Linked DNA regions of Anas platyrhynchos: region 1 is linked to region 2. A link is a contact called in public Hi-C data. All regions are on one chromosome and are shown on one strand. The core of a region is the stretch at or near the end of the contact, and the rest is flanking DNA. Distances in the headings are between cores, read along the strand shown. Region 1 overlaps RUNX2 (RUNX family transcription factor 2). Region 2 overlaps SUPT3H (SPT3 homolog, SAGA and STAGA complex component).

The links. A called contact is a pair of places that touch in the nucleus more often than the background predicts.
Region 1: a contact with region 2 is called in a Hi-C map of small yellow follicle, with 4 times the contacts expected there. The contact joins two enhancer-like sites. A contact is called at or near these places in 2 of 8 Hi-C or Micro-C datasets (small yellow follicle and subcutaneous adipose tissue).

The regions. Positions count from the first base shown.
Region 1 is chr3:115,121,726-115,126,539 of IASCAAS_PekinDuck_T2T, forward strand. The region is part of intron 2 of RUNX2 (RUNX family transcription factor 2); the gene reads left to right. Among named protein-coding and RNA genes, the nearest start is that of SUPT3H, 16 kb to the left of the region's middle. Within about 2 kb of position 2,561, at least 6 of the 8 cell types and tissues checked have an H3K27ac peak or open chromatin away from gene starts, as enhancers often do. A contact at or near this core is called in small yellow follicle, where this site is marked.
Region 2 is chr3:114,828,380-114,833,777 of IASCAAS_PekinDuck_T2T, forward strand. SUPT3H (SPT3 homolog, SAGA and STAGA complex component) reads right to left here. Exons shown (of 12, transcript XM_072036526.1): 12 at 895-2,623. The coding sequence ends at 2,582. Among named protein-coding and RNA genes, the nearest start is that of CDC5L, 220 kb to the left of the region's middle. Within about 2 kb of position 2,417, at least 2 of the 8 cell types and tissues checked have an H3K27ac peak or open chromatin away from gene starts, as enhancers often do. A contact at or near this core is called in small yellow follicle, where this site is marked.

The DNA of each region.
Region 1 (4,814 bases), core at 1,311-3,810, 290 kb after region 2:
AAATACTAAAAATCAGTGTGTGGTGCTGAAATATTAAATGGTGTCAGCTAATTTCAGGACACAACGAGTGTTCTTTTATCTAGGCCGTAAATCAAGGGGACAGGGACACAGTAGTTAAACAAACCAGAGTTGTCCAGAGTCTGAATACGAACGTTGTAGTTACAGAACCCATTACCACATGTCTACTTAACAGACCAAATAACATGCAAATCTGGAGTTACTATTTGTCTTTTTTTTTTAAAAAAAAAAAAAAAAGTGCAAAGAATAGCTGGGCAAACAGTCAATTCGCAGCCAAAGCGAAAGCAAAGCACTGCCAAGAGCCACTGGAGCTTATCTTGCCCCTGCTGAAATGAATGGAAATTTGGGCAATCCCTTCTGTAGCACTAAGCTTACTGAAGTTGACACATTTTGACCTGATGCTCATTTTCACGAATTAATTAAAAACTTTTAGCAGGTAGATGTTGGAAAGAGAATATTGGCACGTCCTCAGCTATAGTAATAATTGCTGACGTTGCTGTAGTCACTCCAACTAAAAATATCCAAGGCAATAACAAACCCCATGAACCCGTTCACTTATTCCTTTTTCACAAAGGCTATTTACTTCTATAGCTCAAAATAAATCCTGTACTCATCATATTTACAGCACATTCCAGCCCGGCAAACTGGCATCGAAACTATTTATTTAGGGAACATCATCCAGGTTTGCATCTTTCAAATTCGACAATTATTTTTCCTCTCGAGCATACGATACTTACAACGTGAGCGCGCTAGGCCCGGGTTTTAGAAAAGTAACAGTAAACAAACCCTGTGCTGTTTAAAACATTACCTTTTTGGCAAAAAGCGATATAATTATGGCTGCATCCATAACTTAATTAAAAGGGAAAAAGCTGAAAGACAATCAAAATTGCAGCAATCGTAGCTGTACTAATGAAAATCTTATTTTATAAAGTGGATCTGAAGGTGTTTGTTGAGACATAATTTGCAGTGCAAGCACATTTTTTCACTAACCCTCCTGCAATTCTCTAACATCTTAAAATATGACCCATTTTGCAACCAGGGCTAAAATTCCGAGAAGTTCTGAAATGAAAGCCGAGGAAAGCCGAGCAGCAGGGTTGCTCTCCATTTCAGCCAAATCCCAGCCAAAGTTCCAGATTATATATATCATAACATGAATTACTATTTTGAAAAAATCCCGTCCAGCTTTTATGCAAGTCCATAAACATTACTGGTACTTTTATTAATTTGTCCATAACCATTTAAATAAAATGCTAGTACTCTGAGCTGTGATCTGTTCCAGGCTGTAGTAAGTTCCTGTTAAATGTGTAAATGTTCAGCAGAAAGATATTTTTGCTTGGAGACTGAAAATCAGCTGTGCCAGATACCTGAAACTTTGTTAGGGCGTTCAGTGGAAAATTTTCTTTCAAGATTATAAATAACCGTGGACTATTTTAAGTGACCTTACACTGGTAGCTTCCAATAACATATTTGGGTTTATCCTAATTAACTTTTTATTTTATTTTAGTAGGAAGAGAGGCGACTGTAAAACTTTTAGTGTGGCCAATTAAAAGTGGAAATGTATCTTCTTGTTTGAAATGTAATGACTGTCAGGTATATATAGCATTTGGGTATAAGACATCCTCTTGCCTTCTTTCTAGCACCTTTGGAATAGCTCTAATGGAAAGCTTTTCCCTTCCAGCTAAGGGGGGGTGGGGGGGAATAAATTAATAAAACATGGTGGTCACAAACATTTTACTCAAATAATTATGAAAAGGTGTATTTTCGGTATTGCAACTACAGTAAGGTGGAGCTTCTGAATATCCCCTGTGCTCTCGGTGGAGTGTGATGGTCCTTTGGAGGTGCCTGTGGCCCCTGGGGGAAAGCAGCCCCCTGTCCTTGCTGCAGGAGGGGGGGCAAGCTCAGGGAGGGTTTGCTCCTTACCCACAGAGACTGCATAGGTGCAGTAGGGTAGGAAACTTCCCCCATCCCCTCTGGTATTTGAAGAGGAAAAGAGGAATGAAAAAAAAAAAAGAAGTAAAACATAAAGGAATAAATAAAGAAATAAAAATAAAGAAATAAATAAAAAAATGAAGAAACAAAGAAAGAAATAAAAATAAATAAAAAATAAAGAAAATATAAAGAAATGAAGAAATACCAAATAGAAGCACGAAGAAATAAAAAATAAAGAAATGAAATAAAGAAATAAAAATAATAAAGAAATAAAACATAAAGAAAAAAGACAAAAAATAGAAATAAAGAAATAATAATAAGGAAATAAAGGAGAAAAAAAAAAGAAAAATGAAAAAAGGAAAAGGAAAAAGGGAAAAAATAAAAAAATGAAAAAAAAAAGATAAAAAGTTAAAAAAATACATTTAAAAAATTTAAAAAAGAGTGAAAACGGGTGTAGCTGCGTGCAGGGCGGCGGCGCAGGGGCTGTCGCCCCCCGATGTGGCCGTGGGAAAGACCCCGGGGGGGGCCGGAGCGGTCCCGGCAGCCGCCGCCCCCCCCCCGAGCCGCGCGGAGCGGCGGTGCGCGGAGCGAGAGCTCTCCCCTGCGACCGATCGGCAGAGCTCGGCCTCCGAGCGCCGCGGCGGGGCCGCCCGGCTCCTGCTGCCCCACCTTCCCCTCCGGTCCCCGGGGGTGTGGGGACGACACACGGTGACCCCCCCCCCCCCCCACCACCCCCGGCGGGGATCAAAAGGGGACCGGCGGGAGGGCACGGGGAGAGCCTGGGGGGGCTCAGCTCCGCCAGCCCATCTCTGCACGGAGGGTGGCTCGGTGTAAAGGATGCGTGGAAGGGAGGTCCCCCTTCCAGGACACCCCCCCCAAGGCCCCCACCCATGGGCACCCCCCCAGGGACACCCAGCACGGCCCCCCCCCCGCCACGCCGGCCGCTCGCAAGAAGGTGGCAGGAGCCCGAAGGAGCAAAACCTTAGAAATTAGCGGGAGGGATGTGATAGGTCCTTATCTGCCCCGGGAGGCGGTTACACTTTTTTACTATTGGGTATGTAAATTGTTTTTAATAAGATCTGCCTTTTTTTTTTTCTTTTTTCTTTTTTTTTTTTTTTTTTTTTTTTTTTTTTAAGGCAGAAAACAAACCAGACTCCCTTTACCTTAATAGTCTGAGGGGGGTTTTATAGCTTTCATTCATTCAAGGAAATGTTTTAGGCGTTAGACTACCGGAGACTTAGAAAAAAAAAAAGAAAAAAAAAAACTTTGGCACCAGCTTATTATTACTTTTTTTTTTTTTTTTTTAAACAAGATTTTTCATATATATATATTTTAAAACAAACAAGCCCCAAAGTGTTAATGGAAAAAACCCGGCGAGAAGTGGAGCTCGGAGACCGTGTCCCGCTGCCCCCCTTCCCTGTCCTCGTCCCCCTCCCCGTGGGTGAGCCCGGCTCGGAGCAGAGTTTCTCCTCCTGTGGGGGATGCACATTGTTTTATTTATTTTGAAGGCTGCAGAAGTCTGAGGACTGAAGCACCACGTGCTGCTGACTCTCATCAGCATAATGATCGCCTTAGCCAGAGAGTCCTGTATATATAAACCACAAAAACCTAATCATTAGAAATCCCAGCCTCCAAAAACCACATTCAGGACAAAAAACCGTGGCGTGTTTTTTCGGCTCCTTCATCTTCCCCGACCTCAACTTCTTGGGACCCAAAAGAAGTTTTGTTGTTTTTGCTTTGCTTTTTTTTTTTTTTTTTTTTTTCAAAACGATTTTCAGAAAGAAAAATAACTCAGACAAACCGACGTTTTAATGATTTTTTTTTGCTGCTGTTGTTCATCAGGGGCGGAAAAAAAAAAAAAAAGGAAAGATTTTTGTTAGCCTATTCAACTCAACGGACTTGGATCCAGCAGCGACTTAATTAAAAGGACCGGACTGCACCGAGGCTGCCTTTTCCCAGAATTTACTTGGGCATATTTTAGAAATCAGCCTAAAGAGAACTGTTTTTTTTTCTTTCTTTCCTTTTTCCCTTTTTTTTCTTTTCCCCAAACTGCGCTCCCCGCTTTTTTTTTTTTTTTTTTTTTTTTTTTTTTTTTTTTTTCTCCCTGGGAATCCGAAAGTTCAACTTTTCTTAAGCCCCGAAGCCTCCCAGAGGAACCGGCTAAAGCCTCTCTTCTCATTCTCAGCTGTGGGACTTCCCTCCTGGCCCGGCCCCCCTAAAACTTTCTTTTCACCCCAACCCCCCCCCCCCCTCCGGGAGCGCCTTTCGGAGCCCCGGCTTCCTAAAGCCAAGGGCAAGAAGCGGGGGGAGCCCAGCGGGACTTCGTCCGTATTTCTTTTTTTTTTTTTTTTCCTTTTTTTTCTCCTATTTTCTTTTTTTCGCTGTTTATTTGTCCGGAGGAGGAAGACTTCTTTGGAGGAAACCGGGACGTTCCCCTCGACACCCCCCTTGAAAGTTCCGCTCCTCTGCTGGCCGCCGCGCACAGCAGCAGCCCAGGAAGCCCGAGCGGCAGCAGCGCCTTCTCTTCTCCCCAGCCAACCTTAGAAAATCCGAAAAGAAAAAAAAAAAAAAAAAAAGGACTGGGAGGGAGGGGAAGGAAAAAAAAAAAAAAGGAAAGAAACTCAAGCACTTGAGGAAAGAAGCGGTGGCGAGAAGGAGGGAAAGGAGCAGAGAGACTGTGCGAGAAGGGAGGAAGGAAGGAGGAGGAGAAGCGGCGCGGTGCAGCCGGGACCATGCAGCTTCCAGCCGGGCTCTGCTGAGAGCCGCAGCCCCGGCCCCAAGCCCACCGTCGCCCTCCTCGCTGCTGCGGGCTGCAGGCGCCCCCAGACCGGCATCGCATCGCCCCCCGCCCCGTCCGGCTGCCTCGG
Region 2 (5,398 bases), core at 1,167-3,666:
AATTGGTTGTGTTTTCCCCACCGGGTAACCGATAACATGCCAAGCCATCGGCACAACCTAATCCAGCAATTACAAACCCACACAAACAATCAAAATTATTTGTAAACTGAAATTACACAAGCACAAAGCCATTCAGGCACAGCCATTACCACCACCTCAGACTGATTTTTATATGCAAAGTAAAGAAAAAAACGCTGAGGAGAAAATGCACAGTGCCATCCTGAACGCCCATCTCTGCAGCATGGAAGGTGGGGTTCAGACAGGCTCTGCACCCAGCATAGGTCCGAGTGCTCTTGTTTGAGCTTTAAGCAGAAAGAAAGGCAACTCTGAGAAAAAGCTATTCCTTCCCAATATAAGAATAACTTGGCTGGTTCAAGGAGGGAGACATAACCTACCTTGTTTTACTCTCAATTCAGCTCATGGCTTATGTAGAGAAGTGAAAGGTTATTATATGGGTTTACTGGGCAAACCCAGATTTTATAAATAATTGCCTGTCAGGCTGTTCAAGATAGACAAACATACGGCAGACCAACAAAAACATGATCTGTCATATTTCCGAGAGAAATGTATGTTGAGTCTTCATTCTCTGGGACTTCAAGTAGACCAGTAAAAAATAAGTGCCAGTATTTTCTCTGCTTATGCATATTTTAAAATGTAAAATCTGGGAGAGATACAGCTACGGAAGGAATTTTGATTCCATTACCCAGTGCCTGAAATGGTCTCTTCTGTCTATATGCCTGCAGATCGAAACCAAATACAATAAATGCTGGTGTGTCCTTTAAAAAAGTCTGGATGTTTACAGCAAGCGTATAATTTTCCATGATTAAGGACGCCAACAAAAATAAGAATGATGATAAAAAGAAAAGTTTAATCATATATTTCAACAAGCACAGATGGAACATCAGAAAGCTCCCCTCCCTCCCCCCCCCCCAATTAATATACGGCAGTGTACACATTACTTTTAGTCCTTTGCACACAGATTAATTCCAGAAAACAGGAGTGTGAGCAGGTAAAATTAAAAAACAATTCATAATCGGCAGTAACATTTGATGTACAAAGTTCACATTTAGGATATTTTGGTTGCAAAGAGAAGACACATTTTTCTGTTTATTTAAAATATAGATGCTTCTAAAGCTTTCGCAAGCAGGTCCAGGAAAGCAGGGCAAGAAAACCACTTACAAATGACCACAATACCATGCAGTGGGAGTAAAAGTTAAGACCTCACATACTCAGCACAAAGGAGGAGGACGGCTGCACTACATAAAAGTAATATTTTGCTGATCTCCTCTTGATCCCTTGAGTGCTCTGTCTTAATTTGAGGTTTAAGTTAGATTTCAAGCCTGCGCTACGAGCGGCTAAAGCAGACCCATGAGCTGCCCCAGGGACACAGGCAGTACATGCCTGCAGATCCTGGTGATGGGCTGAAGCATAAGCCCTTTTCTCTGGTTCAGCATCATCGTGGTTAGCTCTATATTTGTACAGATTTTATGGGAAGTAATGAATACGTTTGTGAGGACAGCACAGGCTGGAGGAGCGGGGGACGGAAAGAACCATCGAAGGAGGGACTGAGATTTAAAAAACAAATCTGAAAACAAACAAAGTGAACTAAAATATAAAAAGGCAATAAAAAGCCCATTTTGTCTTTAGCTGAATACAACATTAACACTGCCTTTGTCAGCAAAAGAGACAACATCTGCCTCCTGCAGCCAACACCTGGCCAGCACGTAACATTAAGCCTTTTTCCAGGGTCACTGAGATGGACACGGCTGGTCAGGCTGTATTCTGTATACTCCAGGATACATTTTCTGAATAGGGGCCAGATTCTGTGCCAAATCACTGCAGAGACTTCCCTTGACTTCAGAGAGCAACAGCTTGGGCCTTCGGGGAGGAATGCAACATGGCAATATTGAGGATTTGGGACTGACAACTTCACTGTGTTGGGGTGTGTGAAGAAAACAAGTATTTAACCAAAAAAAAGAGGTATAGGTTACCTGAACTTTTATCTGAAAACATTTGGATTTGAGTTAGGTATCACTATTTTTAAAAATTCCCTTGCTGGATTAAACTGGGTTATACTGTCTGAATGCTATCTAAAAATGACTTGAGGGAAATCACTGAATAACAGTATAGTTTTTCCTTTTTGTAAAAAAGACAAGGAAAACCTACATAGCCTAGAACATCTTTGGCCTCTTTCTGCCCCATCCTGCTTCACAAAACAACATCACTACTAAAACACAGACTTCCAAACAATTAAATAAAAATGACAGCGCATTTTTGAAAGGGGCTGACAGCAGCAAGTCCCCTGCAAACTTCAAACTTGTGTGATCCGTATTCTTGTCCACCTACACGCTATCCCAAACATCCTGCCATTAATTAGCTAAATGTTCCAGCTAGTAAACAAGAATAACGATTGAGGGGGCTGGAAAAAGAGACAGAGTCAGCCAGCAGATAGTCACAACAAACCAGCCCACTCACTGGTACACAGAGACATTGGAGCTTGTATTTTTTTCCTTCCATGGAGGGGAAAAGAAAATCACCTTAATATAACACTGTCTTTCCTGTTGCTGCAGCCACATCCATATTAGCAGGCGAGAAAAGTCATCCCATTTCTGCGGTAGGCACTCTGTCAAAGAAAGAGAAAATCTGTAATGAATTATCACGTCAACTTAAACAAGGGAAGAAGGCAGAGAGAAAGGCAAGGCTTTCTTCCTGTTTTGTAGACTATTCTGGCTGCAATCTAATAGTGTGCTTAATCTGAACATTTCTGGTGGGGAAGCTATAAGCAACCACGTTGTCTATTAAAAAATCAGTGTGGTTAACAAGTGGTTAGTGACTCTATTTCAGGAGAGTGAGAGATATGCAAAAATGTAACATCCTATTTTGTTAATTGCCTGCAAAATAGATGAGGCCAAAAATACACTATTATGCTGAATCTGTTTGTCCTTTATAAGCATGTGTTCTCTATTCACTATGCTCAAGAATCGCTTCTAACCTAACTATCCTAATAGTCTATAAATTACTGAATCATTACAGTTTTCCAAACCTAGCTTACAGTCTGAGTCTGCAGCTATGTAAACAGACACTGGTATAATCCCTACTCCCCAAACCAAACTCATTTTAAAGACATTCCGGTCAGTATAAAATAATTTGATATCTCACACATTGTAACCCGGGATTGAGCATTTCCAATGATAAAGAAACACAAGAGTTAAACAGCATCTGAGAAAAGAATTTTAAAAGATCCTGTGACCCTGCCTCACTAAAATATCTTTCATGCATTTTTAACATCTCTTTCGGAATCAATATAGGAAGCTATGCCTTTTTAACTCAGGCACATTGGAAATCCTATATTTTAAGGGGATATTCTTTTTTTAATTTAATTTTATTTTATTTTATTTTTCTTTTGAGATATTAATGATACCTTCAAAATGGAAAGGGGCTCAAATACTTTTGCTTTATTTGGTTCGCCTTCAGCAGTCATCCAGTTTTGAAAATGAAAATACAGTCATCTATAGAAGTACAGCTAGAGCTTTGTCAGATGTATTTTGTACCTCTTAGGGTTCATGCATTTAGGAAGTGCCTCATATACCATTTTTAGTTACTTTAGCAATTTCCTAATTAATCTCAGGAAGATCAAATTCTCCTCTCTTAGACTAGAAGAGTATCATAAAGACAGTTGAAAAGGATAACCTTGAACAACTTTGTGTATAAATAGTATTTGTACTGAATTGTAAGGAAATAGTTTCAAAAACAGCAAGCGTGTATTCAGAGAGACATTTACAGACACTGAATATGCAAAAGGAAATATGTACAAGATGTTCATTACAGCATCCCTTACATTAACACCATACTTCAACATGCTCATTGAGCAGCATATGGTATTAGAGTCAAAGAGTGGAATATTAGTTCTGGGATATATAGCCAGTCATCAGACATGACAGTATCACCACAAACAAAGAAAATAAATCCAAAAACTCCATACCCAAACATGAAATGCACAAAAACAGACTAGCCAATAATTTTGAAAGGATCCAATATATTCCCACAACCACAAGCAGCAAGTCCAAGGGAGTTTGGATCTGCAGCTTGCCCAAACCATTAGGGCTGGCATTTTGAAGTCAATGCAAAAGTAATGTTTTTAGCTCCTTGACCCCAGTATTTTTACAGAGGTTTATAACCCAAGTGTCAACCTTTAGCACATAAATTAAATATTCAGGGCTATTGTGCAGTTTGCTTGGAGATAAATGAACCCAAGTATAAAGTTGGATTCACATGAAAGATAAAAGGTTGAATTTTATGAAGGGAATTTTGGTCGCAAAAGCAAAGTTGGGCTTGGCTGGGCTTACCTGGGAAATAATGCAGCTTAACATTTTCCAACATGGGCAATATTATACGGTTAGTTATAACCCTGAAAAGGTCATTTTAGAAGCAAGCTTCAGAGGAGGAAGGATAACACCTTCAGAAAGCTGGACACACCCACCAGTCTATATTTAGTAATATATTATAGCTAGAGTGGCTATAGTTAGGGTTGAAAACTATTTCCTACTTAACTCCCTGTTTCACATACTTTAAACTTTCTGAAACATTTGCCCTTGGGCTGAAATTTCCTTTGCTTTAATCCCTGCCCGAAATTCAGTTTTGTTGGAAGGGGCCAACAAAATTCCTTAAGCCATTTTGAAGTTCAGCAATAATGAAAACAACACACTTCTCCGTCCCAAGCCAGAGAAAGTGATTCTGATATGTGCATATTTTATTAAGGAATTTGGACACTAATTGAAGCATTTCACCCCCAAAACAATCTTTACCTTCAACCTCAGCTTAGAGGCAACTGTTTTGGAAATCAGTCTTTCATGGGAGGGAGTTTGATTCATCCCATTCCATAACAAGATAACACTTCTTTCTTATTTTGATACACTACCAGATAATATAGCCTAACCTCCAAAATACTTTTATGCATAGCAAAGCTATTTTACAGTTACCCCCTCGTTCTAAGTTACGCCATTTATCTTTAAGATATATACAGCTGAATTCATGATACTAAAAAACATATCTGCACATGCCAAGAATCCTGAAGAGAAACAGCATGTTTTTTTTTATAAACCTTGTATGTGCATGGGCCATCACAAGAGAGATTGTACGTGTATGACAGTTATTCACTGTGGTTTGATATAATGAAAAGGGATGAGATTTTTGGGTGCTATCTGGCACTTTGGCAGTAACCTTGTTTAAAAAAGGACAGTTTGGCTCAGAATTACACGCGGAGGATAGCGCAGCCTCTTGATGTGGAAATAAAATGGCAGGCCATACGTGAATCCATTTGGCTGGTACAGAGCTGCAACATCCCAACATCAGGAGATAACATAAGCCCACCGTCCCTTCTGGAGCCCAGTTTGGAAAA